Linked DNA regions of Mus musculus: all the other regions are linked to region 2. A link is a contact called in public Hi-C and promoter capture Hi-C data. All regions are on one chromosome and are shown on one strand. Each heading gives the region's core, a stretch centred on a gene start, on an enhancer-like site or on the middle of the called end of the contact. The rest is flanking DNA. Distances are from core to core; before and after follow the strand shown. Region 1 holds the start of Rnf146 (ring finger protein 146). Region 2 holds the start of Rps12 (ribosomal protein S12). Region 3 holds the start of Hint3 (histidine triad nucleotide binding protein 3). Region 4 holds the start of Hddc2 (HD domain containing 2). Region 5 holds the start of Vta1 (vesicle (multivesicular body) trafficking 1). Region 6 holds the start of Ncoa7 (nuclear receptor coactivator 7).

Region 1 (3,453 bases), core at 752-3,251, 5.6 Mb before region 2:
AAAGAGGGGAACTCTCAGCAAAGAATGTGCAGAGAGTTTGAGTAGGGGTGTTGTAGGAACAGAAAGTGGATTAAGAGGTATGGGAGATCATAAAGTAGGGTGACACACAAAAGGGGGACTTTTGATTTGTCTTTGTGTTGGTAAGCCAAAGGTGGTTGTATATGTGTATTCAGAAGTATGATATGACCTCACTTAGGTTTGGTTTAGAAGTCAGCATAAAACGTAGTAGGATCCTGAGTGTATTTTGAAGATGGAAAGAGGCAGCGAAGAAATTATTTGCAAAGTGTATATGCAGCAAAAGAGGAAGAAACTAAAGATGGGTTGGAACAAAGATACAGAAGCATGTTTTGACATGGTTGTGGGAAAGGGCTGAATCTGAGAGAGAATTTTATTAGGTTTCTGATACTTCATGTCTGTCTCAGGTTTTTCAGTAAGCAGACAAAATAAGACTCCAGGCACTTAGATATTCCGCGCCTCTTATGCACCCAGGGAGACTGAAGGACAACATAAAAAAGCTTTTCCCTAATAGACGTAGGGGCTAGGCAAGATATTTATGATCTGTCTGATTTTTGCTCTCTCAAACAGGACTTTCTTTATGGAAAATTTCCTAACCCAGAAATAAATCTTCATAGAATCTCTACCTGAATTCAAACCCCAGTTGTGTGTTAGATCTGTAAAATGGGAATAGCAAAGGATGACATTGGATTATTGTAGGGAGTAGATGAGCCCTCTCAGAATATTGTATTGGTATTACTGCTATTGTTTCTTCAAACTTGAATCTTGAAGAACAGGTCAAAATTTTGCTATTACTTTGCTACTATTATATACATATATTGTATACCACTGGAATTAAAAATAAAATGACATGATAGGGAACTAAGCTAAGATGGCATGTTTCTCAATATCTGTACATTAATTAAAGTTATAAAAATAGTATTACTTAGAAGAAAATGTATTGAAATAGCTGATACCAAGAGACATTTACACACAGTGTACCTGTTTCCCTAAAGAAGCCACAATTGTGTGGAAGATCCTGTGGACTGAATGGCTGGCTAAACTTTCTAACAGTGGTCCAGGAGAATGCTGCATACAAGAACATATATTTGTGTCCCTCCTCCCCCATAGCCCATAGTTGCCACAGTAACCATTTGCTACAAATTCCTGTATCTTCTGGCCTAACATCTTTGTTACTGTTTGGTATGCACTGTTGAAACCTAGCTAGCCAGTAGCTTCCATCAACATTTTTAATCCCCCCAACCCCTTCCCTCAATGGTACTAGGGATTGAACCCAGATCCTCAAGTAAGGTGAATCAGCCTCCTACCGCTAGATCCCTTTGAAATTAAGAATATTTTAACATCTGAAGCCTATGAAATAGACCCACATGCTTGCTCACATCGACTCACCTATTCAATGTCTTATCCCTTTCAACGTACATTGATGTACAACCTTTTCTCTTCAGGCTATAAAAGTTCATATAATATTTCCTATAACAACTGAATGAATAACCCGAACCCATGCTCTGGATTTACAGCTATTAATGTTAAGCAGATGAGCTCTTCCTTTGGATCAGTGGCCTTGAAACCCTATAAATAGGTGCACAGTACATTTTTCAGTCCTGAATTCAAACAGTGGATGTAACCTCAAAATGCAACATTGTTGCAAGCACAATGCAAACAGTTACAGAATGCGGAAATACTTTCAAAGGTGAAAAGGTTCTCTGGTCCATTTTGTGCAACTTCAAGTAGAGAAAACTGTTCTGAAAAAGATCATGTGCCGGTTAAAATGAACAAGGACTAGATTTTGATGTGTAACACCATATGCTTGCCATAAAACTAACCCATGAAATTTATTCTAGATTCGCGGGACGATTTCTTCTTCTAGCTTCCTATGCTGTTAGGGTTTAAAAGACACCCCAGCACACCCCCTCTCCCATTACATATCTGGCCATTTGTGAGGTGAATAAATTGGAGCATCTCGGGGACCATCCAGTCCACGCCGTGACTTTTCTTGTGCCTTTTTTGTATAAGGAACAAGCGGTAGTCTCTCCAAGGGCACGGCCAAAGGAAACATAGGACTTGACCCAAGGCTGAGTTTTGGAAAGGCTCTTCTTCCTGGTACTGAAGGTCTAGCTTCCTCCCACAAGCCACCTAGATGGACCTCCACCAGTTCAGAACCAGGAGGCCACAAGATGCGCCACGCAGAGGGTGAGGGAGGACCGGAACAGGGACAAGGAGCAGCCCGGTCGCAGCAAGGGACAGAGAAGAGCAGCAGCCAGCGTGGGGACCGCCAGCCAGGGCCGCCGCGCGCGGGATCACGGTGAGGGGGCGTGGCTTCCGCCGGCGCGGCCCCGCCCCTTGAGCGCCGGGCGGTCACGTGACGGCCGCGCGCGTCCCCGTCCGCTGCGGGCTCCGAAGCGGAGGAGAAAAGACTGCGAGGTGGCTGCGGCGGCGGCCGAGAGGTGGGCTCCGGGCCGGACCGGTGAGGAGCGCGGGGGGCCGTGGGCTGCGGGCCTCGGCGGGGCACTGCGGCTTCGTTGGCTGCGAGGCGGCGCTCGGAGTCCGCGGCGGGCGGCGGCGGGTCGGGGGCCGGTAGGACGGGGACGCCCTTGGCCAGCGCGGCCCGGACGGGCGCGCGGAGGGAGGCCGAGCTGGCGCAGCCCGGACTGTGACGGGCGCGGCCCCGGCCATTACTGCGCAGGCAGGCCAGGCTGCGGGCAGCTCCAGCGGGCTCGACCGGGCCTCAGTCGGCCACGGGCTGCATGCTATCTTCCGCCTGCCCTGCCGCCGCCGCCGCCGCCGCGGCTGTGCCTCTGGGTCTTGCCCAGTGCCCGGAGTCGTCCCCTCCTCCTCGCGCTGGCGGAAGCCGCCGAGCGTTCTTGTTTTGATGGCTCCCCAAACCCGAAACCAGCCTGAGGTGTCGGGATACCAGTTGGGCCTCCCAAGCCGGGTGCATCTTGAGAGCTCCGGCAGTCGCTTTGTTCTGCTTGCTGGATGTGGAGTTTTCTCCTTAACCCTCCACCCCATCTGAGAGCGCACGGGATCCCCATTGTTGTCACTGTCTTATTTTCTGGACTTTTTTTTTTTTTTTTTTTTAAAGAGAAAGGGCTATGTGACATTGTTTTTGAGGATGTGGAAATGGAACCGTCCTCTATAATTAGGTAAGATGTTTCCCCACTGTAAGTTAGCACACGCATTCTGACAACTACATTTTATCTGTGTATGTGTGTGTGTGTGTGTGTGTGTTCTTTTGCAAACTAGATGTGCACCTGGAGCTTGGGCATTGAAAGGCACGTATTGTCATAGAAGTTGAATGCGTAGAACATAACAATAAATGATCTGTATCATTAGACTTTTAAAGAACATGGCATATTAAAGAACAAATTAAGAAAACGACCCACACATACTAGCAGAGCGTGAAAAGCGTCTGGGAGCTGTAGAAACACTTGAAAATAG
Region 2 (3,429 bases), core at 545-3,044:
TAAAACAAAAATCCTCATCACATGGAAAATAACTTCCCTTTGGGTATTAAAATTATTACACAATCAAGATTTAAGGGGGGAGGGGCTCCAGTTGTTAAAAGGGGGTGCTTACTGCTGACAGAAAGGCATTCATTAGGGTGGACTATTAGGACAGAGAGCTGACATCAAAGGTGTGGAGAGTCTGAGCTGGTTGCTACTGTGTTGGAAGCAGCACTAAAACTTAGGCACCAAGCTGAAAGGACTCAGCTGTTTCTTCTTAGTATTTAAATGCAGTAGTTATTTTCCAATTTTACCATCTAGTCTCTTCTGTGAGACTTTTCTTCCGGGAAGAGAACTCTAATATGCTTAACACTTAAATGTTTTCCTTTTTTTGCTTTAGACATTGTCTTCCTGGTAGCCTGGAACTCACAGCTATCCACCTGCCTCTGCTTCTCAGGTGCTGGGATGAAAGTCTTGCAACTTATGTATGGTTTGACACATTAACTTTTAATAGCCTTATACTAAGGAAACTACTTAAACTCTACTTAACCACATTCTTTTCCGACTGTGTAATGTTTCAAAATCACTTCCAAAACAGCCAAAAGGCACGTGTGCCTTCCTGCTCTCTCTTCCTGTCTGAATATTCTTCCTGCACTTACCTGGCTGGAACTCTAGTTAAAACCTCTTTTAAATGCTGCCATAAACTCCAAATCCCCTGCGTTCCCACATCATCTCCACTCCCCAGCACCGTGGCATTCTGGTATGTTACTCTTTGGCTAAAATACTAGCTTTATCTTTTAAAATGCAGACTTTTAAGTGTCCGCCGTCTCTCATCTTTAAAACAGCACCATAGACACTGGCAGAAATACGCCCACAGAAACTAACCACCTATTAAATACTTTTTTGAATTGCAGGGGTAAGGAAGCAAGCATGAGGCTTTAGGGGTGAAACCCAAACGTTTATTGGAAAAGCTAAAACTTCCATCAACTTTCTTATATCCTCATGAAATTCATGAGCCCGACAATGATCACTGTATCCACCAGGTTGGCCATCAGAAGCTCTGGTTGGCTTCGGGGATATCTTCTGAGAGAGATGTCTTGTGTATTTGCTTTGGAAGTAGAAGAGCGAGTGATTCCTTCGAAATTAAAATGCATTTGTCGGCGTAGGCGGGAACTGGCTTTAAGATTCTGGAGTTCCACTCCTGGTAGCCGAATCCTCGGTGGAATTTAGTGACAGATCCACAGTGAGAGTTTAACATGTACCTCAGGGATCCAGTGTCTGCGAAGCTGCGACTCGGGAAAAAAACTAGGGTCATTACCTAAATGTTCATTCAGAACCGGTTGCATTCAGACCGGGATCTGACCTGGCCGCAAGGTCTGCTTAAACACGTTGCAAAGCAGTGGGGTTTGTGATCATACACAAATCACAGCCACTCAGAGAGGCTAAAAACCAAAGGACCAAAATGTGGACACACTCAGCCTAATCGGCCAGTATTGGCAACAGGAAACTTCACGATAAGACGTGGAAAAACTGCTTAAAACAAAGTAATTCAGCAGCGAAGAAAACGGCAGTAGTTTGGCTCCTCTCGTGTTCCGTAGGAGCGGATCGTGGGACCTCTGTGGTCCACGCCCCCTGGGCAAAGGCTGCCCGCTGCGATGCCTGCTAGAAATCCAGCCGCGTTCTTACCACGGACGCTCCTAAAGGCGGAAGTGGAAACTCCTAAGGCACGGCACCACCGGAGCCACCTCTTTAGTGGGAGGAGTTGCACATGCGCACAGAAGTCGAGCGGAGCGCTTAAATACCGTCATGCGGCCACCGCCGGCCTTTTCCCCTGCCGCCGCCGACTTGCGCGGAGGCGGAAGCTCGGGGTGAGTGTGATCCCAGCTCGTGCGCCGGCGATAGCGTGTCTACTGCGCCTTGGCTTCAAAAGTGAAGTACTTGGGTCTTAACGGGCGATTTACTGATGTTTTGTCTTTCAGTGCGTTCAAGATTCGGCGTCACCCGTGATTCACCGCCATGGCCGAGGAAGGGTGAGCGAGTGGGGCGTGGGCCTCCCGCGGGCGGCGCTGGTCTGGGCTTTTCTCCATGCTAGTTCCCCATCCCTAGCCTGCCGAGGGTCCTAACGTCTCTGTCTGCATTCCAGCATAGCTGCTGGAGGTGTAATGGACGTCAACACTGCTCTACAAGAGGTGCTGAAGACCGCCCTCATCCACGATGGCCTAGCACGTGGCATACGCGAAGCTGCCAAAGCCTTAGACAAGTACGTGTCTCAGTCTCAATACTGTGGGGTGTTGCAGCCGGAACAAAGACTGCAGCAGCCAAGGGAAGAGAGCGTGAAGTTCATGCTGTTAGCACAAAAGTTCTGAATGTCATCCGGCCAGCAGGAAACCTAGGAAAAGGTATCAACTCTAGCCCACTTAGGATGTGTGGGTTGCTGTGTGGATCGGGGATGACGAGCAGTAGTTTTGTAAAGCTACAGTGTTTGCATGATGACTTGAATTGTCGGATACCCCTTCACCCCGTTCATGGGTGAGAAACAGCTAGTCTGACAAACCTGTAGCTCGTGGGGATAGATAGTCCGGTAGTTTTGCTAGAAGATGGAAAAGGGGGGGGCATCATTATTTAGTTTGCAAATACTTAAACGACAATATTGTGGTGTCGGGGAAATCTAGCTATATCCGGGAGACTTGAGAACATGCATGGTTTATTAGGCTTATGCACGTGTATTCTACTGTTTGAGGTAAAGTCAGGTGATTTTGGATGCTGTTGTGAATATTTACAGTGCTTCCTGCACAGGACTGCTTTGGATCAGCTTTCAAGTTGGAAATACCCTGAAAGTGGTCATAGTTTCCTTTGGCCATAAATAGGTTTCCTATTATAATGTGTGGTATTGGTATCTAAGTTTGTACAGGGAAAGTGAATGGCTAGTCTGCAGTTTGGTACAGTAAATCCTGTGTGGTCAGGTTTACTAGCACAGTGAAGACCCTTGAAGGTTTCACCTTTGAGTTTTGCATTTTAGGCGCCAAGCCCATCTGTGTGTGCTCGCATCCAACTGTGATGAGCCCATGTATGTCAAGCTGGTGGAGGCACTTTGTGCTGAGCACCAAATCAACCTGATAAAGGTAAGCCTTAGTGATAATGGTGTTGAGCCACAGGCACCAGCACTAACTTGCATGGTAGTTTTGATGATTTTCACGTGGGCTGTACATGATGAAAACAGTCTCCCTCTTCTGAATCTCGCTGAGGAAACTGCACGTCACCCTCCTGAAACAGCCACCCTGGGAATGTTGAGGGTCAGCTTTTACTAGTTTCAATCCTTGTTAGTAATTGCTTTTGTCTTTGATAGGTTGATGACAACAAGAAACTAGGGGAATGGGTAGGCCTCTGTAAAATCGATCGAGAGGGCAAACCACGGAAGGTGGTTGGTTGCAGTTGCGTAGTGGTTAAGGT
Region 3 (3,567 bases), core at 190-2,689, 6.8 Mb before region 2:
ATCAGACTGTTGTGAAATGTCTATGGGAACATTTCCACTATGATAGCACCAAGAATAAAGGATGAAACTCCTGTCCTTACCAAAGCCAAAGTCAACTCAAAAGCTTTCAATATCAAACAAGCAGTTATGAAAGGCATCTACAGATCACCCCCCCCCCCACCATGGCCCAAGAGGCAGCCCAAGTACTCAAGTACCTACATGGATAAAGACATACAGCTACTGTGTGTGTGCATGCATACACACACCATAAAAAAGCAGCGTGATATGAAAGTGTAAGAACAGACATGGAACATGATAATATTTAAATGTGTCAAAGTCAAATTTTCTGCTTCTGAGTCCTGCCTCAAACTTGTGATGATCTGAGAAGCTATTGTCATGATTGCACACCATATGGTTAACTACAAAGGGAATTAAATGCAACGTGAATGTGCATGTACTCTTACTTAACTTACGTTACTGTTTCAGATTACAAGATAATTCACTTAAAATCACTACTGAGTTTAAAGTCACACTAAGTGTTATTATGGGTTCTAGAACTAGACATTTATTTGAATTTTATCATTTGGGTAAGTGGTAAGAAAATAAGTCTGAATCTGTCTCTTTCTGTAGACCTGTAATAAAATAATCAACCTTGGGAGTTTTCACAATTAGAGAAACAGAGTATTTGGTGCTCAGCAAATGCCATGTATTGTAAAAAGGTGAGATCACATCATACTTAAGAACTGATACTTTTCCGCGCATGATTGTTCCCAAAGGGTTTCTCTCCCTCTCTTTCCTAAATAGCCGGGAATACAAGAGAAAATTGTTACAATGAATCAGGTGACCTGGCAGGGAATTTCTCAATTACTACCTTTTCTCTCCATATGACATATGTGTGATAGGAGACCCTTTCGATTTACATTGTACTATAAACAAAAGCAAACATGTAGAGACCAATTTGGCCGGGTTTGTTTGTTTGGTTTGGTTTCAGATCCTAAAATTACTGTGGCTGAACAAGTAAGTACACAGGAAACTCGGAAATTTCACTTTGCCAAACAAGGCTCTCTATACGTTTGACTCATCCTCTCATACCCTTAAAAGAATCGAATTTCTATACTCTTTTTCTTTTGTAACGGGAGTGTAATACACTATAGGGACGTGAAAGCAATATCCTTTACACTTTAGATGAATGTTACCAACCCCTGGATAGGTCTTCCCGTCAGAAAACGCCTTTGAGCAGTGGGCTCCTGCGGCTGCGCTGCTTTCGTCATCACGGAGCGCCGGGCTTGCCCTCTGATCGTCGCCCTTTTAGAGGCCGAGCTATCTGGTGTGTCCCATACCCAGAGTCTGGCCCTGCGCGTGCGCAGACTCCGTGTCACTAGGCGGGCCACCCTAGGGCGGCGATTCCAGGTGCATCCGCCCGAGGCGGGCCTTGCGCACCTCAGCTGATCCTGACGTCGCCTTTCGGCCGCCATGGCTGAGAAGCAAGCGGGCTTGGTCGGAGAGCCGGATCCCGAGGGGTCCTCGCCTGGGACCTCGGAGTCCTGGAACTATGACAGCAACTGCGTGTTCTGCCGCGTGGCGGCGGGTCAGGAACCCAAAACTGAACTCTTTCACTGTGAGGTGGGCGGCGACAGGCCGGGTGGGTGGGGACCAGGCATCCAATCCCTGCTCGCAGGCTTCTGTCTCTGCAGACGAACTAAACAGTGACTGACTTCTGTCAGGGACCCAGAGGTCTCCAGTGTTGCCTTTGCTGTTCAGTAGGGAGAGATAGCAGTGATAGAGCCCAGCATTCTCGCCTCCCTCGCATGCATTTGCAACACAGCAGCATCCTGTGTCTTTACTTTTATTTTAGGGAGTCTTCCTCTTCTCTAGATAGTAATTTTAAAATTATGTATTCTTCCAGTATCGTTAGAGAGCGTACAACTTGCTGAAAACAGGTCTTGGACGTGGTGAAGAAGTGTGAATTTGACTGAAATGGGCTGGAATGGGGTTTCAGGACTGGGTCTGAAGTCGAACTGATACTTACAGTTAATAGCTTGTAAGAATCTTCCTTATCTACCGTGAGAGCCTCATGAACTACTCCCCTTTTCGTTACAAGATCTCGACAGGGTTCAAACCTGTGCAGATCAAGTGTAGTTAATCATACTTGCTGCGAGATCGGGAGAGCAACAGTCATGTCATGCCTGGAAATTCCAGAAAACTCTCCCTTTCCCCTGGGTCTAACATTTTTACATCTCATCATCCTTCATAAAGAGTTAATCTTTTGAGAGAGATTTATCATCTTGCATTTAAAATTCTTATTACACATATATTCATTGTAAACACAGGAAATGATTGCACTTATATAAGTTGTTGATATATAATTATACAAATAAGAGCAGAGGAAATTATTTGTTTTGGTATAATCAGGGTTGCCAGCATCATGAAGAATTTGTTTGAGGAATCTTTCCAACAAAAGTCAGAGATGATTCTTTGCCTCACAGATCTCTGTATGGTTTTCTTACTGTATTTTTAGAATTCATTTAAGCAAAGGGCATATCACATATTCTTAGCAGGGGGCTTACCAGTACCAAGGGCAGTGTCTTACTCTTTGTGTATGAGTCTCATGGCATTGATACGAATTATTTTTAAGGGGCTCTTAGAAATAGCTGAGTGGTAGTGGTACATGCCTTTAATTCCAGCACTCAGAAAGGCAGAGGCAGAAAGATCTCTCTGTTGGAGGCCAACCTGGTCAATGCAGTGAATTCAAGGACAGCTAAGGCTATGCAGAGAAATCCCTTGAAAAACAAAACAAAAACAAACAAACAAACAAACCAAACAAAAACAGAAAGAAAGAAAGAAAGAAAGCTAGCTAGCTCTTAGAATCGAAAAATGAAACAATGTTTGAGAACCCACAGAAGTGTTGCTATGCCTGAATTCATACTTAGCAATATTAGCTGATTTAATTGCTCTTTTGCTAATTAAAATTGTTAACACCTTAGATACCATGGCTTTAAGATGCTCTTTCAAATGGACTTGCTTGTTTTAGATATAAGGGGACAGTTACTGGGAAGAAATTATTGTAGCTATATAAAAATTAACTTTTGAGAATTATTTGTTAGGAAATATTGGAGGAACTGTTGAAGCAGGTCCTAGAATAGTCTATAAAAATTACAACTGGAACAGCATAGTAGAACATTACACAGGGTAGCTTTTTCTGTTTTGTGCTTTAAAAAAAAAGACTAGCCTAGAAATAATTTCATAGCAGTAGTAATTCTTTACATTCCTTTTAATAGGCATTCAGTGCTTTATTTTATAGTTTTACCAACATTGTTTCTGAGTTAGAGACAATTGGCTTCTCTTCAGTATTTTGCTCTGGGAAGTCATACTGTAAAGAAGCCTGGTGGTGGTGACACATACCTTTCATCCCAGCATTTGGGAGACAGGGACAGGAAGATTTCTGAGTTTGAGGCCAACAAGCTCCAGGATAGTCAGAGCTACACAAAGAAACCTTGTTTTGAAAACCCCAAAAGGAAAGAAAAAAGAAAAACTGGCCAGAGGTGTAGCTCAGTGAACTACCAGAACTTGCCAGGCATGTAAGCATGT
Region 4 (3,467 bases), core at 246-2,745, 7.5 Mb before region 2:
TAGTTATTGCCACACTAGTTCAACAATATGGCCTCAGAAATGGCTATCATTATTCATAAAAGCAGATAGTTCAAAGCCAAGTAAATACTAATTAATGCAAAGATACAATTCACACATATTCACCCTTTAAGGCCCTAACTTCTCACTTGTTTCCCCTGAGACCAACGCAGAATGTAACAGAAAACTTACTATAGTTTACAACTGAAGTCATCCTCACACAGAGTCCAGAAACCTTCATAAGCATCAATGTTCAAATAACTTACCTATCCTTGTTAAGACGGTCATCTCTGGTCACCATGGCCATAACTGCCATCCGGTACATGTGATCTGACACGCTTTCTGGCTTTTCGACATTTCTGTATACCCAGCCAGTCCGTGGAACTCTCTAATAAATAAGATAAGGAATTAAACAAAACACTATCCCTGGGAACAACAACAAAAAATGACAGGTGCTCTTCAAGAAAATGCCAGAGAATGGCCACAGAGCCACATGTCAGCTGAGTCGTGGTTTCAAACCTATTTTTTTAAAAATGTTTCATTTAAACTAATCATATCGATAAAAATCTGAAATCTCACTAGTGAGTGGACAATTCACAAATATACAAAAATGTTCAAAAGTATACAAAAGTCCAATAGTCTTTACTCTGTGCTAGTGAAGTATAACTATGGGATAATACACAAAAAGTTTTTAGACATAAAAGCAAAACTGGTGGTACGCCTGGTGGTACACGCCTGGAATCTAAGAACTCAACAGGTGAAGACCCAAGTTCCAGGCTGCCAGCCTGTGCTGTTCATCTGTGGTGTAGTTAGGAAAAATGCAAAGCAAAGCCCCAGTATTATTCCTAACTATGAGAGTAGTAGGTTTGTGCCGTCCAAAAACTCATTTCATACAATAATAGAATATTTTGTACATGCAACATGTGACAGACTCTCCAATTCTAACTCAGATGGCTTGGAGGAGTTTCCATGGCAGTCAAGCCTTTCACTACTTCTCAACCTGTGTAAGTCTGCATTTTCTCTGGGAGTTCTATGCATCTAACGAATTTCACAAATAGTCGCAGTGTTACAGAACAGCTCATCTTGGAACAAAGGGGGCTCTGCACAAGCTCTGCCAAGCAAGGGCTGGTGCACGCTGAAACCGATTTACTGAAACCAACAGTTCCGGAAGTCACGGTGATAGAGGAAGGTTTCCACAGCCTACGTGCAGGGGTTTCGGCTCCTGCCTTCCGCTGCCGCTCCGCAGCATCGCCATGGCCTGGGTTGTGGCCGCGCTGGGCATGGAGCGTGCACGAGTCCCCGGTCCAGCCTCGGCTGCGTACCCGCCAGCAACGCCGGGCTGAGCGAGGGAGGTTGCGTGAGGTCGGTGCCTGAGCTGGGCCGCACCGCCTCCCGGCCAAGCCGATCCCACCCGCTCACCTTGAGCTGCCCAACTAGACGCAGAAAACGCAACAGCCCGGCTCCAGAGCCGGACGAGGCCAAAGCCATGCTGAAGTGCATAAGAGCTGGGCGGTGTCAACCTCAAGCCCCTCCCCATTCCCCTTCAGCTCCTCCCCGCCCTCCTTCAGCTCCTCCCCGCCCTCCTTCAGCTCCTCCCCGCCCTTCTTCAGCTCCTCCCCGCCCTCCTTCAGCTCCTCCCCGCCCTCCTTCAGCTCCTCCCCGCCCTCCTTCAGCTCCTCCCCACCCTTTGGCTCCTCCTCACAGCCCCACTTCCTCCTTTGGTAGAGCACTTTCTCTGTACTAAGGTCTGTGCTCAGACTTTGGATGGTCTCTGCCCAAGTAACCATCAACTTTCACAGGAATCGCAGCTTGACGCTAAGGGCAGAAAGGCCTAAGGAGGATGAAGCTGGATAATGCCTGCAAACCTTGCTTCTTAGAAGCCCAGTGTCTGATTGGCAGGAAGAGCTAGCTATAAGAAGCTTCGCTTAACCAGTTTAACAAAGGCACTGGGCAAGCCTGTGAAGGGAGGCAATGCTTGGCAGACATACCAGGAAACTTTGGAGGAAGCAGGAAATGGGCTAGTAAGAGGAAGCCCATGGTGAAACCACAAGCATCCATTCTGCCAGGAAACTGATCAGGATCTTCCAGGACTACCTGACTAGTTTCCATTGACAATTTGATGGTACAAACTTTTAAATGCAGTTAATGGATATGGACAAATTCAAGCAGAGGGAGTCGAGGATATGAATAAGATTCAAGAAGAAAGAGAAATAAAAAGGAATTCCAATTTTATTTGTAACAAAGTAGGTTTATTTATTTACAGGGCCCTAAAAGGTGATGGTTCTAATGAACCATTGTCTGTTCTCGTTTCTCACTACTTGATATACCTACCACCTCTTCCATATGAGCCCGAATACTATACCGGGAACTATACTAGAAAATGTATAGTCATCATAGCATAATGTTGGTATAGAATGTTGCTCAGTAGATTCTACAGAACCCTGAGGCAGCATCCATGAGCAGCATCCAGGATTCTAAAGTCAGCTCTACAGAAGAAATGAAAAGTTGGCAGTATAGTGTAGCTGTGCATGAGGTCCCAAGTGCTCTCCAGCACTGAAGTAGCATCCATGAGCAGCATCCAGGATTCTAAAGTCAGCTCTACAGAAGAAATGAAAAGTTGGCAGTGTAGTGTAGCTGTGCATGAGGTCCCAAGTGCTCTCCAGCACTGAAGTAGGTGAGTGGTTTGTGTTATCTATAAAGCACAAGCTTCAAATGCCAGCACCACCAGGCTGCCTTGCTATGCTAAGGTCCTAGGTGTAGAAAGCCCTATTCCTGGTTTTATATATAGTCCCTATCTGCTTTCTCCCTATAAATCATACTGTTAGTCACTCTAATCAGAGTGTTTGAATCAGGTGTTATCGCAGTAAAAATGCCTGTGAAAGTGGCTTTTTAGAGTATAAAACTTTCTGGAAATCATAAATAGGACTTTATGGAAGTAGAATATCTTAAATAGCACCTTGCTCACCACCCTAGTTTGACAGTGTGAACTTGGGAGAGTAGGGGCTCTTTAGTCAGAGCATCCAGCAATTTGTACTCTGAGGGTTAAGAAGATTCAAATGAGTAAAGTATTTGATGACAAAGACAAGCCATATGTGACAAGAAAATGTTTTTTTTCATAGATGCACATGAAGAATATCAGCTGAAATAACTCACTCCTATCCATTATACTTGGGAGGAGTACAAAAAACACAATCCAAGAACGATTCTGGGGTTTCAAGAAGCTGTGGTCATAAGACTCTTGCCTTGTTTTCTTGGAGTTTTCTCACAAGCACTCAAGATTCCCCTTGCTCAACTCCATTCTTAGACTGTGGTCTGACAGCACCCATCACTCACATCAAGATTTAGCAGTGAAAGAACATTCTTCTTAGAATAGGAGCAGAGGAAACACCTAGAGACCTCATGAGTGACAGATGTCTTGAAACACTGGTGTTACTTAAAGATCTCTTGCAAAGGAACACAGTGGTTCTCGG
Region 5 (3,869 bases), core at 6-2,505, 9.1 Mb after region 2:
ACAAAAAGAAAAAAAATACAGGAAAGTTCAAATGAAATGTAAGTCCTTAAGGATGATACTATGCAATGGAGAGGTGGCAATAGATAAATAAATAAATAAATAAATAAATAAATATCACTGCTATAAAGAAAAGGTGGGGTGTGCTATAAAGTCAGAAGTGCAGACTCTCCTGGACTCTATCTTGTCAAGTAGTAAGACAGACTAATACTTTCCTAATGTTCATCATCTTCCTCCACTAATCAACTCGCATAGTTCACTAAAACAAGCACTAGCCATATCAGAGAAAGTATTCAATTCTTATTAGTTCGCATGTGTTTACCTTTCAAGTTTGAAAAGGACTGTCTATTCAGTCCAGTATTTGGACATGCAAATTTTAATCTAGTATTTAAACATAGTGTTTCTCATATAAGAATTTAAAACTTCTAAACTAAAAGCAATGGTTGTTTCCAGTTCCAATCTCCTTTAAGTACATGTTTTCAGTATCTCTTTACAGTTTCTAGAAAGGCTATAACGTGTACTTCTGTGTGTGTGAATGTATAAATTTTTATTTTGTGATCATTTTCTCTGTTAAAACTAATGACACCTCCACCCCCCACTCCACCCCACCCTCCCCCCCCCCCACCAAAAAAAAAAAAAAACCCACTGTGGCCCATCTATATGCATATGTCTGTAATCTCTACTAACTGGGAAGCCCTGGGTAAAGGATTTCAAGTCCAAAGCTTAGTTTGGCAATTTAGTGAGACCCAGTCTCATAAAAATAAAGACAAGGGAGAGAGTGAGGGAGGGAGGGAGGGAGGGAGGGAGGGAGGGAGGGAGGGAGGGAGGGAGGGAGGGAGGGAGGGAAGGGAAGGAAAATTTGAAAGCTGAGAAGGTAGCTTAGTAGTATATACGCTTGCCAGAATATTCCCAACAAAACACACACGCATGAGATAAAGAGAGGGGAGGGGAAGTTTTCCTTTCTCGCAGTTAAAGTCCTTTACGTTATTTTCCCCTTTCTTCTCTTTCATTCATTCCATGCAAACAAACAAACAAAAACAAAAGTTAAATTTAAAACCTCTATCTCCGCTTACCAGCAGAGAGCGCTGGAGCCGTGTGCGACACAGGAGACTCTCATTCTCCAAATAATAACTGCCTTAAACCAGGCAGTAAGTTTGTCTCCTTCGGGCACCCGTCGCGGACAAGCGTCTCAGCAACGGATGCGTGGGTGAGAATTGCCCGCTCGGAGGCGGAAGCGGAAGTATCTGTGACCGGCGAGTAGGAAGTAGCGCTTCCGGGAGTGGAGATGGCCGCGCTGGCCCCTCTGCCGCCGCTGCCCGCGCAGTTTAAGAGCATACAGCACCATTTGAGAACGGCGCAGGAGCATGACAAGCGGGACCCCGTGGTGGCCTACTACTGTGAGTCCCTCCGAGTCCCCGTTCTCCCGCCCGGTTGCGCCCCGCGCCTCCCTCCGCTCTTGAGGCCCGCCCCGCCCCCTGGCTTCAGACCTGAGCCTTGACCTCTGGCTCGGCCAGGAGGACCCCAAGTACTAGACTCCCTCCACACCCGGACCCCCGTCTCTCCAGCTTAGAGCCTCGGACACGCCTCCCGGCTGTTCTTTCTTCTGGGAATGAGAACCTCGATAGTCATAGGTTTCCCAGAGATGGGTGGGAAGGGAGACTAACAGAAAACATAACGAAAGCTGTGCATTAATCACGAGAGCTTTCAGGTCCCTTCCGAAACTCAGACGGTTCAGTGGACAGTGGCTACTACTGAAAATTTGAATTTGACTGTTCTTGACTTGTTTTCCGTACTCCTCATTACCACCAGTAAGAATTTGGAGTCATCCTTTAGCTATCCTGAAAGTTAAGAAGTTTAATGCCAATATTCCTAGTTTGAGATGTATATACTACTGAAGAGGACACAGTTTGAACTCCGTTCAGACATGCAGAGTTGGTGAAGTGGATAGGACTAGTAGTTTTATGTAAACTATGATTTGAATATTATACTCCTATCTTTGTTGCAAGAAATGACTGTACTCTGAGTTTCTAAAGAACTTTCAGAATACAGAAATGATGTGTCCTCTGTTGTGGACATTGTTAGCAAAAATCTGGACCAAGTCAAGCCTTCCCTTGTGGACATGTATGTACCTCATTTCTCAAATGTGCATGGATGTCCCCCTACCACCACCAATAATTGCCATTCTCCACTTGATTTATGATCTGAATTCCCACCTCTTCTGCAAGCCACTCGGTGGCTATACTTCATTTTTATAAAAATCATACCAGTATTGTTCCCACCATTCTTGTTCTTTTGATGATCTTCAAACATATCCTAATTATTGAGCCTTTTTACCTATTGACGAGCATTCCTAAGTACTGGGAAAAAAAAACTAAAACCCAGCTCCTGTGGTCCTAGGACTACTGAGAGGAGGGGCGTTTGAACAGTACGCATTTTATAATTTCAGGAACGGGCATAGAAGTGCCACAGTACTGTAGAGGGGACCTCATTTTCCTGTGTTCAGAAACACATTGCTCAGTTGACAATGGAAGCCAGACCTTTGTGCACAATTGCTGAAGAATATACCTTTAAAAGGAACAAAAGTCTGAAGGTCCACAGAGAAGTTTAAAAGAGGAGGAGTGAGGATTTGGAGAGTATAGAGCCAGAGAGAAGTTGGATACAACAAAGAGGCTGGCTCTGGACTGTGAACCAGGGCCCTTTGTTTCCCTCTAAGCCAATCCTTATTCATGAACCTGTAACTGTGCACCTTTGTCACTACCCAGGATCTTTTCCTTCCTGTGTCATTGTGGTCATTCCTGCCCTTTGTTCTAAGCTTGATTCCCCTGTTTTCTTTGTTTAAAACAACAAGAACCAACCAAACAAACAAACAAAAACAAGAGAAGTGCTTCTCATGTCAGTCCCCTAAAATTAAGCCTTACAGCTTCCTGTCATAGGTAAACTTGAAATGGGAGTCCACGCTTGTCCTCACCTTTTTGCCTGCTGTCATCTGGTTTTTATGGGTGTTTCTATTTCAGTAGCATCCCTTCTCCCTAGTCATGAATGGGCATTTTTATGACAAAGTCAGTATGGCTGTACTGCAGTTTCTGTTATGAGACCTGCATGATATCCATACAGAATTTAAGGAGCGACAGGAGGTATGCATGTACTCACATTTGATGTTACTGAAGTTTTAATTTTTGCTAACTTGGTGGCCCTGGATGCTGTCTCTTTGAAGTGATATTTGCAATTCTCTGAGACTTAATGAGGTTCAACATCTATTCACATGCTAATTAAGCAAGTGCTTTTCTTTTTAACTGCCTTTTGTTGCTTTTGCCCAGGCTTCTATTGAAATGTCACTTCCTAATAATATATACTAATCCTTTGTTGCATGAATTGCAGCTATTTTCTCCCAGTTCACAGTCTGGTTTTTCTTCAAGAAGTCTTTTTTTCCAAAATGCTTGATATAAATTGTCTGTCAGTAGCTAGGATACATTCCAGTTTGCTAGGCCTTGATTTCTTTTGTGTCCTCACTTGGGATTTTTCTTTCTTAAGACTATAACTGGATCTCTTATCAACTATAGAAACTTTTGTTGTTGATGCTATTTTATTATCACTCTTGTGAAGTTTCTATTACATGTGTGCTATCCTTTTCCTTTTAACTGTCTTCTCTTAAAGCTTTCATATATTTCATTTGTGGTATGCTGTGTAAATCCTTAAGGCCTTTTCTTCCACATATCTGTTGCTTAACACAGCTATTGAGTTGACATCAACATCAACATTCATTTTTTATTTCTGAGTACTGTTTTTTTTTTTTTCAAATCTTTCTGCCCAGTTCTGGTAGTTTCTTAGTATTAAGTTCATCTTTAAACCTTTTAAGTTACATTCCTACACAC
Region 6 (3,501 bases), core at 331-2,830, 7.0 Mb before region 2:
TTGAAATCTGGCAAGCATTCCAGAAGAATTCCCTGTAATAAGGAAATGTTGGGTCCTGTGTTGTCCAAAAGGCAATCACAAGCTTTATTTGTCTTTTTAGAACTTATATGTATAACTAACAGACTGGAAGTCGTAACAATTGTATTTCATTAAGTTTGAATGAACACATTTGACTGATGGGTACTATTCTGGATAAGAGGGATGTAGACGATGCTAATTCCGATTTCTGTGTGAAGACAAGACTCAGATGAATCAGTCAATACTCAGAAGAATCAGTCAATACTCAGTCACAAAAAAGAATGACCAAAGAATCTTTAAATTAGAAGCACCCCCAATCCCAACCATTTGAGTACAACTCCCCATTCTATTCAGACTTTCACTTTAGTGACAAACTATCCTTAGCATGTGATCCATCATGTACTTCCAGGGGAGATAATGAAGACAGTGTCATTGTTTGGCATTGCATTGGAAAACTTGGGGAACACTCTATCAGCAAGTCACCACTTTGAACACATACTCAGTTATACTTTTGCCTAAGAGAAAAGAAATCAAGGCCTATTTTATTTCTCGTCAGAACCTTGGGTTCATAGGCACAAAAGGGTGCTGACCGAGTTAAAGGGTGGGAACAGTACCTGCAGCAGAGCCTGCACTCAAGGTTGATACCAAAAGGGGTGTAAAGAACACAGAAAGAAGTGTCTCCTACTCAAAGCATAAACATGCAAACCCGATGTCAGAATTTACAGATGGTCAGTGCAAAACCAGGAAGTGATTCCATATTTGCATGACCATGTAACATCATCTGCTGCTGAAATCTCAGAGTCATGGCTGCTAAGGGCTTTGCTCCACCCTCCAGAGAGACTGGCAGTACCAAGAAGCAGCAGCAACCTGGGGAAGCCTCTATGTACTGTGTGTGTTGATGGCTTAGGACACACCTGTCACACACACACTTTTTTCTTCCTGTATTTAAGAGTGATCTTCACGATCAGATCCTCCGAGTCATCTTGCAGTTATAGCCACTGGACTGTAAAGGGAACAGCGTCCAATACAGGTTGGAAGCTCACAGAAACAGGGCCCTGGGCTCATACAAAAAAAAAAAGAAAAAACAAAAAAACCTTCCCACTCAGCTGCTCTCCAGCCCCAGCCAAGAGCCAGCTGAACTGCCCGTTGCTACATCGCATTGCCTTGGCTATAAGGTTTACAATTGGGCAGCTTATAGGATGTTGTACCGGGGACAGAAGAAGACAGTGGGCCTCTTTGCCAAAGGCAATGCTGGAAATGACAGAGGATGAATTTATGGTTGCCCCTAGTCCTAGAGCTGGAAGGTGAAGTAAAAGGACTTTAAGGCTCCAGCAAGGGCTCTAACTCCACATGTGCCCATAAGCGCTAACTTCCCTCCAAGATCCAGACAGGAGCCAGCTAAAAGGGATAAGATTAGGGGCCAGGTAAGCAGACCGTACTCGGTTCACTGACTGCCTGACCATCACAGCGTCACAAATGGCCGGGGCCTGCGGAGGCCGCGCGCGCAGCTCTCCGGGGCGGAGCCGCTGGGCCCAGGGTTCGGGGGCCCGAGCCACCTCGAGGCTGTCCAGCCTGCGGCTCCGAGGTCGCACGGGGCAGGCAAGATGTCGCAGCTGCAGCCCGCATCGCTAAGGCGGTCGGCTGAGCTCCCGGGTCCCAGCCGCAGCAGACGAGTGCAGCGCGCGCCCCGGGTCGGGCGGAGCTAGAGGCGGGCGCCGGGCTGGCGTCGCGCCACCGCAGCTCCCCGCCTTCCGCCCAGCTCGCGCCCGGCGCCCTGACCGTGGGTGCTGCTGCAGGTACCTGGGCGAGGCCTCGAGCACCCCGGCGGCGGCTGCTCGGGCCAGATCGGCACTCCGGAGCCCTTCAGGAGCGCACCCCGCAGCGCCTGACGCCTCCCTTAGCTCCTCCTCGGCGGGCGATCCCCTCCCCGGCCCTCCCCCTCCTCCCACCCCGGAGGATGCGCTTCCCAGCGCCCAGCGGCAGAGGCCACGGCTCCCAGAAATGCGTGCTCCCGAACCACTTCGCCCAGACCCGCGGAGCCCGCGCCCCCGCCCAGTAGGTAGGTCGCCGAGGCGGGGCCAGGCCTTGAAGGCTACCGGCTGCTGATGCTGCGGCCAGGAAGAACCGGAGCCTCCCTCCTGGGCTGCCGAGGTGTACTAATGGCGCTGGGCGCAGCCCCCGGGGGACCCGAAACGCTCTGCTTGGAACGTTCGAGGCCGAGCCGGGGCGCAGGGCCACTGGACCCTCCTCGCTAACAATCAGGGGACCCTCGGTTGGGGGCTGGGAGAGCTTGGAAGGATAGGTTGGCGCGGAGCTTCTTTGAAAGGAGACCGTTGCCTTTTTCTCGAGCTCAAGTAGATTGTGTCATTGCATTTTTAAAAAACAGGATCAGCAAATGCGTTCTTCCTGTTCTTTTTGCTAAAATGTAGACGACCACGGTTGTTGTTTTAGAGGTATTTAGGGGTGGTTATGAATTTTTGTGTAATTTACAGCTAGCCGAGTGGTATATAAAGTCAGTGGTGCAAACACTTTAACATTTTGGGTGTCAGTTTAAGGAAAGTCTTTCTAGAAATCAGATTACCTAGGTAGGTGATGGATGAGGCTGGCGTGTTCTCGTAGGATAAAGCTGACTGGAGCCAATGGGTTTGAGAGCTGCAAGTTTGATACAGGTGTCGGGAGTTGAGACTCTGAAAGATGCGCCAGCAGAGGCAGTCTTGTCTCCGGCCTCGCCTTCAACTCTGAGCTGACCCTTGCTTTTCTGAGAATCTGGTTGAGTCTTTTTTTCCTGTTCTTGAAATAAAAGTAATACATTAGGGCTTTTAATAAAATTGTTTCCTCTCAGGCTGCCGTTTTGGATTTTACGTTAAGCAATAAGGTTTAGAATTTTGAAAAAATTGTTATTGTAAGCTCCAATTTTATAAGCACTATTTCAGATTAAAGATTTTGGCTAACTGAATCAATATAAATACTAAGAGGACAGAATCACCATCATTACCAGGTCCTCTTCCCCCTGCTACTCCTCGACCACCCCCCCCTTCTCTTCCCATTCTCTAATTCCCCAATGTTGAATGCCTTATAGCTGTTTGTTGGTTATTTGTTGAATGAATGAAATTGTATTTCAAGATACACATTGTATATAACCCAACCATTTAAAATTATAGTATAAGATTGTTGTTGTTGTTGCTAGTGCAATTAACTGTATTTTAAATAATTGCTTCTTTCTATAAACAGGCTAACTTGGTTATTTTTCATTGACATTTCCGGCGTCAACAGCAAGGCTCTGTTAAGGTTCCCTTCGTGTCCACTTTCCAGTGTTATAGCAATTAATACCATTTCAATTTTACTTTAAAAAAACAATTTAGAAGGCAGAATTTATGTTTAAAGAAATCTATTAAGTTATTTCAGAAGGAGCAGTGATCTGGTTAATAAGTAACAGGTAACTTGTTTTAAAGTTGAGCTGTGGTTTATTTTTAATATATATAT

Evidence for each region. Promoter capture Hi-C pulls out the DNA fragments that hold promoters and counts their contacts. Hi-C and Micro-C count contacts between places; a contact is called where the count stands out from the background.
Region 1: a contact with region 2 is called in a promoter capture Hi-C map of pre-B cells. The contact joins the promoter of Rnf146 here to the promoter of Rps12 in region 2. A contact is called at or near these places in 1 of 39 promoter capture datasets (pre-B cells) and 2 of 484 Hi-C or Micro-C datasets (CD4 T cells and CD8 T cells).
Region 3: a contact with region 2 is called in a promoter capture Hi-C map of pre-B cells, with 5 times the contacts expected there. The contact joins the promoter of Hint3 here to the promoter of Rps12 in region 2. A contact is called at or near these places in 1 of 39 promoter capture datasets (pre-B cells) and 2 of 484 Hi-C or Micro-C datasets (CD4 T cells and CD8 T cells).
Region 4: a promoter capture Hi-C map of pre-B cells shows a contact between it and region 2, with 2.5 times the contacts expected there. The contact joins the promoter of Hddc2 here to the promoter of Rps12 in region 2. A contact is called at or near these places in 1 of 39 promoter capture datasets (pre-B cells) and 3 of 484 Hi-C or Micro-C datasets (CD4 T cells and Th1 cells).
Region 5: a contact with region 2 is called in a promoter capture Hi-C map of pre-B cells, with 2.6 times the contacts expected there. The contact joins the promoter of Vta1 here to the promoter of Rps12 in region 2. A contact is called at or near these places in 1 of 39 promoter capture datasets (pre-B cells) and 1 of 484 Hi-C or Micro-C datasets (CD4 T cells).
Region 6: a contact with region 2 is called in a Hi-C map of CD8 T cells, with 12 times the contacts expected there. The contact joins the promoter of Ncoa7 here to the promoter of Rps12 in region 2. A contact is called at or near these places in 2 of 484 Hi-C or Micro-C datasets (CD4 T cells and CD8 T cells) and 1 of 9 other capture datasets (adipose tissue).

What each region holds. Positions count from the first base shown.
Region 1 is chr10:29,360,990-29,364,442 of GRCm38.p6, reverse strand. It overlaps Rnf146 (ring finger protein 146), which reads left to right and starts at 2,001. Exons shown (of 4, transcript NM_001110197.1): 1 at 2,001-2,479; 2 at 3,098-3,158. Gm30698 (verprolin-like) reads right to left here and starts at 3,047. Exons shown (of 2, transcript XM_030245425.1): 1 at 2,774-3,047; 2 at 1,820-2,739. The coding sequence starts at 3,047. The coding sequence ends at 1,934.
Region 2 is chr10:23,785,574-23,789,002 of GRCm38.p6, reverse strand. Rps12 (ribosomal protein S12) reads left to right here and starts at 1,794. Exons shown (of 6, transcript NM_011295.6): 1 at 1,794-1,847; 2 at 1,959-2,009; 3 at 2,123-2,239; 4 at 2,999-3,101; 5 at 3,326-3,427. The coding sequence starts at 1,996. LOC115487513 (a small nucleolar RNA gene) reads left to right here and starts at 2,460; the gene lies at 2,460-2,533. It overlaps Snord100 (small nucleolar RNA, C/D box 100), which reads left to right and starts at 3,182; the gene lies at 3,182-3,249.
Region 3 is chr10:30,616,238-30,619,804 of GRCm38.p6, reverse strand. Hint3 (histidine triad nucleotide binding protein 3) reads left to right here and starts at 1,439. Exons shown (of 5, transcript NM_025798.3): 1 at 1,439-1,602. The coding sequence starts at 1,453.
Region 4 is chr10:31,311,433-31,314,899 of GRCm38.p6, reverse strand. Hddc2 (HD domain containing 2) reads right to left here and starts at 1,495. Exons shown (of 6, transcript NM_027168.2): 1 at 1,417-1,495; 2 at 264-385. The coding sequence starts at 1,485.
Region 5 is chr10:14,702,875-14,706,743 of GRCm38.p6, reverse strand. It overlaps Vta1 (vesicle (multivesicular body) trafficking 1), which reads left to right and starts at 1,255. Exons shown (of 8, transcript NM_025418.3): 1 at 1,255-1,394. The coding sequence starts at 1,283. It overlaps 1700016L04Rik (RIKEN cDNA 1700016L04 gene), which reads right to left and starts at 1,135. Exons shown (of 6, transcript NR_045824.1): 1 at 1,071-1,135.
Region 6 is chr10:30,801,405-30,804,905 of GRCm38.p6, reverse strand. Ncoa7 (nuclear receptor coactivator 7) reads left to right here and starts at 1,580. Exons shown (of 16, transcript NM_172495.6): 1 at 1,580-2,077.